Regions from separate parts of the Mus musculus genome. Here region 2 is linked to region 1. A link is a contact called in public Hi-C data. All regions are on one chromosome and are shown on one strand. Each heading gives the region's core, a stretch centred on a gene start, on an enhancer-like site or on the middle of the called end of the contact. The rest is flanking DNA. Distances are from core to core; before and after follow the strand shown. Region 1 overlaps Cbl (Casitas B-lineage lymphoma). Region 2 holds the start of Hinfp (histone H4 transcription factor).

What was found. A called contact is a pair of places that touch in the nucleus more often than the background predicts.
Region 2: a Hi-C map of bone marrow-derived macrophages shows a contact between it and region 1, with 41 read pairs. The contact joins the promoter of Hinfp here to the enhancer-like site in region 1. A contact is called at or near these places in 10 of 39 promoter capture datasets (3T3-L1-derived adipocytes, the C10 cell line, the HPC-7 cell line and 5 more), 4 of 484 Hi-C or Micro-C datasets (bone marrow-derived macrophages, embryonic stem cells, nephron progenitors and 1 more), 7 of 115 datasets of contacts at active chromatin or transcription factors (the 230-238 cell line, the SCID.adh cell line, bone marrow-derived macrophages and 2 more) and 3 of 9 other capture datasets (adipose tissue, liver and pancreatic islet).

The regions. Positions count from the first base shown.
Region 1 is chr9:44,190,119-44,192,645 of GRCm38.p6, reverse strand. All of the region lies in intron 2 of Cbl (Casitas B-lineage lymphoma), which reads left to right. Among named protein-coding and RNA genes, the nearest start is that of Cbl, 43 kb to the left of the region's middle. Within about 2 kb of position 1,260, at least 17 of the 459 cell types and tissues checked have an H3K27ac peak or open chromatin away from gene starts, as enhancers often do. A contact at or near this core is called in 3T3-L1-derived adipocytes, adipose tissue and bone marrow-derived macrophages, where this site is marked.
Region 2 is chr9:44,304,407-44,306,933 of GRCm38.p6, reverse strand. Hinfp (histone H4 transcription factor) reads left to right here and starts at 1,263. Exons shown (of 10, transcript NM_172162.3): 1 at 1,263-1,318.

The DNA.
Region 1 (2,527 bases), core at 11-2,510:
TTCACCGAGATTCTGGAGCATAGCATTCACTGCAGGACTGCCATAGCTAAGTTAGGGAACGAGCTGAGGTGTCCAACAACAGGAAATAACAAAAGTGTGCCATTTGTACAGTGAAACCTTTTCAGCCATAAAGGAAAATGAAATTCTGTCATTTCAAGAAAAATGAATGCAAATGAAGGCAGTATTAGTCATAAGTGAGTTAAGCCAATCACAGAAAGCCATATGTATATCATTGTTTTCTCTTGTTTATGATTTCTAGATTTTTCTATAGTCAACATAAAGTCATGCACACAGATATTAAGTGACAAAGTAAAACTGTCTAGGGAAGTGGTGGGGACTAGTAGGGCTGAGAAAAAGGAGGGTGTGAGTATGGGGAGGGGATATGTTTAACATATTGTATAGAACTCTAGGAAAATTAAATTTGTATTATTCTGTATGCACACACACCTCAGCAGTTGGTTCTTTCCTACCTTGTGGGGTCCAGAAATCTGAGGTCAAACTCAGGTCTTGTGCACAGGCATCTCTGTCCAAGCCATCTCACTGGCCAGGTAAGTTTCAATACTCACCTGTAAGAAGGGGTAGAATGCACATACAAGCTACAGCACAGATTAATTGTGAAGACAGTTTGCTGATTGAAATAAGCCAGATCTAAAAGGACGTTTTATGATTTTACTTATGAGGTATTTAGACTGTGCAAATTTATAAAGACAGGTATAATAGAGTATTGGGAACTAAAAGGAGGGGAGAGGTGGTTACTGCTCAATGGTCATATAGCCAGAATAGATGAGTTCTAGAAATGGTAGCATTGAGGCACGTTCCTGAAATTCTGCTGTGCTGAGACAGGAATATCACTGCAGGTTCAAAGCCAGTGTGTGCTGCAAGGCTAGGGCCTATCTTAACAAACCAACTATTGCCATCATTGTAGCACCCACCTGCAGTCTCAGCTCTCAGGAAGACCAGAGACACTGAAGGTCATTCTCTACTGGATGGAAAGTTTTAGCCCGCCCTGGGATACATCATAACATGATGCTCTGTCTCAAAAAGATAAGAATGGGGTATATGGTCAAATGCATATATACAGGTGTAAAATGTATCAAGAGTAAGCACTATTGAAGAAAAAGGGAATGTAAATAAATCTGGAAATGGATAGTGGTTATGGTTATATGATATTGTTGATGTTGTGTGCTAGAAATGGCTTAAGTGATCTTAAGAAAAAAATGCCTTTTTAAAAAAGCTTGCATCACTGTTGCATTGCGTAAGTACTTTCCTAAGGTTGGCCATATTGCAACAGAACTTGGTGTTCTTCTCATTGTGTCACACAGAATGTCTAAAGAAACAAAGCACTTCACTGTGGATCTAACAGGAGTAATTATTAAAGACGTCTGCTTCAATAAAGGAGATTCAGAAAGTGTGTGTGTGTGTGTGTGTGTGTGTGTGTGTGTGTAATGTGTATGTGTGGGTACAAGTGCCGTGGCTCATGTAATTTGAGTAAGCTGTAGGCATTGAACTTGTGTTGTCAAGGTTTAAGACGAGTACCTTTAATCACTGAGCCATATTGTAAGACTCTGTTAAGGGAATTCTTAAAGTGCAAGCAAACAGTATTTGGTTTTACGAATACAGCTGTGCCAGGCGTGGTGGCGCACGCCTTTAATCCCAGTGCTCGGGAGGCAAAGGGCAGGCGGATTTCTGAGTTCGAGGCCAGCCTGGTCTACAGAGTGAGTTCCAGGACAGCCAGGGCTACACAGAGAAACCCTGTCTCGAAAAACAAACAAACAAACAAACAAAAAAGAATACAGCTGTATTTTGACTGCATAAATAGTTTGGTGTGTTGTCTTGATTGTGTCTGGAATCGGCAGTCTTGTCCACTGTTTCCTGGGCCATGAATGCGAATGTCACTAGAGTGGAAAAAGGCATGTTGTGTGTAACATTTTACGGAGGTAATTTTAGTATTTCAGACTGTCTGAAAGGGCCCTGAGAACTATTGTATTCATCTATTTCTAAATTAATTTATTATAAGTTTGCACATGTCATGACACACATGTGGAGGTGAGAAGGGCAGCACCGATCTGTCTCCTTAGCCCGAAGCATAGCTTTGTAATAATGTTAACATTCTGTGGGAGCTTCCTCGAGTGCTGTTGAGATGCCAGTTTCTGTCACACTTGGGAAAGCTCCTGTCACTGTTTCTGTCTCTCCCATTTCTCCTTCAGGAGACTGCTTAATGTTCCATTGGCCACTACGACTACATCGATCCCCTCCCCAGTATTTTAATTTAGAAAGTTTCTACTACTCTCTTCAGCTTATTGTTGTTTTCTACTAAAGCACTGGTTCCCAACCTGTGGGTCTCCGCCCTTTCACAAGGGTCACATATCAGATATTTACATTATGGATCATAACACTATCAAAATTACAATTATGAAGTAGCAAGAAAATAATCTTAAGGTTGGGAGTTTCCACAGCAGGATGAACTGTATTAAAGAGTCACAGCATTAAGGAGGTTGAGAACCACTGCTCTAAAGTATTTGCTATT
Region 2 (2,527 bases), core at 14-2,513, 110 kb before region 1:
CACAGTAGTAAGCACAAATACAATATATCATAATAAGAAGAGTCAATTCTCAGGCAAAGGACCGTCTCCATTGAAAACACAAGAATGGCTAGTTACGTAATGGGAAGTGGGAAGGGGAGACTTTCAGGGGAAAACAAGTGGACACATGGGAAGTAAAAGGAGGCACAGTGTGGTGGGGAAACTGAAATTTGTGTCTGAGGTGCAGGAAATGAGGTCCAAGACGCAAGATAGGATTTGAGGTAGGCAGCACCCAGATGCTGGCGTTTGGAAATTCTCCATTTGGTTTGGGGCCATTGTACTGAAGGCAACAGAACGCCTTTGAATATTTTACACAGAATTCTGACTTGATCGAGTCTGGTTTTGTTAAAGATCACTTTGCTGGGCTCTGTGAAGGATGTCTTGTAGAGAAATTAAGCACTGGGGCATGTTAAATGAGTGTGGAGTTCTGGAATGGGTGTCATTCGTCGAACAGAATGGAAGTGAAGATAGAGGAATATGGATGATCACGTGTTAAAGAAAGTAGACTTCGGCCGGGCGTGGTGGTGCACGCCTTTAATCCCAGCACTTGGGAGGCAGAGGCAGGCAGATTTCTGAGTTCCAGGACAGCCAGGGCTACACAGAGAAACCCTGTCTCGAAAAAACCAAAAAAAAAAAAAAAAAAAGAAAAAAGAAAAAAAAAAAAAGTAGACTCCGGGGCTGGTGTGTGTGTGTCTGTTGGTAGAGCATTTGTCTAGCAAGCAGAAACCCTTGAATGAATCCCCCAGTATCCCTTAAACTTGGTGAGGTGGCGCACTTAGGCAGGTGGGTCTCTGTGAGTCCAAGGTCAACCTGGGGTACGGTACATAAAACAGAGAAGACTTAAGAAAATCAAAGATGAAGGTGGTGCCCCAGTGTAGGCGAACTACCTAGACAACTAACCGAACTACAAACACCGTGAGGAAGATGACAGACAAGGCCGGCCAAACTAGGCGCATGCCCAGTGGGTGGTCGGCGCGAGTTTGCGCAGTAGTGGGAATTCAAGCCTCAAAGCTTCCCGCCTGCGCACAGTCGGGAGCAGGCCCAACCCACTTTTGAAGGTGACGCGAACTTCAGCCACATCCGGTCGTCCCTCACTCTCCCCCTTGGGACTCGGAGCCCTCTCCGGGACGATTCCCGCCTCTTCCGTGTTTTGGTGCGCACGGGCTCTGACAGACGCAGCGGCCATTGGCTGTCGGTCGACTCGAGAGCGGCGATTGGCTGTCGCTGGTCGTCGCTCAAACGCCTCGGGGTAGATGGTGTGAGGTGGGTGGGGCGCTGGGCAAACCAGCGGCGCTGGCAGGTGAGTGGAGGCTTGCGGCTCCCGTACCTTGGCGGCTAAAGCGGCTCTCTCCGGAGCCTGCGGAAGGCCGGGCTTCCTGGAGCCGCTCGGTGTGGCGTCCGTGCCGGCCCTTAGCCTCCGCGCCCTCGGGCTAGGGGGTCTCTGCGGCTGGACTCCCTCGGCACCACGCTTGACGCCGGGGATCCCGGGAAGCTCTCCCGGATGGGCTACTTCCTCTGAGTTCTAGCTACCTATCCTCCGGCCTCAGCGCCCAGGCGAGGCTGCCCACCGGCCTTTTCGTGTCCCGATCTCCCTGGTCCTGCGCCTTGGATTGGTTGCGGGGTTCAGCCGTCAGATCCTGGTCTGTGAGTCCTTGTTTAGGACCTGGGCCTTTCTTCTGGATTGTGGCTCAGAGTTCATTGGTGCCTGGCGATAGAGTATATACTCTCCTGATAATTGTTGATGGGATGGTTTTGTACTTTGACTAGTGATGAAATGTCAGGTAAGGATCCTGGGGGGGTTGGATGCTTCTCCATCCCCTAATTAACACTCAGAAACAAGGCTAGATGTAGCAAACCCTTAGTGAGCCTCAGTAGTGCATTAGGCCCATATGGCTTAAGTAATTTAAGATCACAAAACTAAGGAGTTTCGTTTTATTTTCCTTCTCCATCCTTCTGACTTCCTCTTCAGACAGATACACCCTTAGACATAATGTGATGTCCGTGGTGGCTTTCTTTTTTGTGAGACCATCTTAACTTTGTGGCTCTGGCTGTCCTGAAATTCTCAAGAGATCCTGTCTCAAAGACTGGCAACGCCACCCTGTTCCCCACCACTTGATTAGTGGTGTGAGCATATGTGAGTGAATGGTGGTGGTGGGGTTCCTGGGGTCATATTCAGGTTGTCAGGCTAGTGTGACAAGAGCTGCTTTCCCCCACTGAGCCATCTCACTTCTGCAGAATTGTCCCTTTAATGTCCCTCCTAGAAATTTTGCATCAACCTTTCACTTTGTTCTCGTTCTTTTAAACTACATACTTATTATATACTTTTGTTTTGTTTTGTTTTTAGAGACAGGGTTTGTCTGTGTAGCCCTGGCTGTCCTGGAACTCACTTTGTAGACCAGGCTAGCCTTAAACTCAGAAATCCGCCTGCCTCTGCCTCCCGAGTGCTGGGATTAAAGGCGTGCACCACCACGCCCAGCTTATTATATTCTTAAAAATGTTTAGTAAAGTA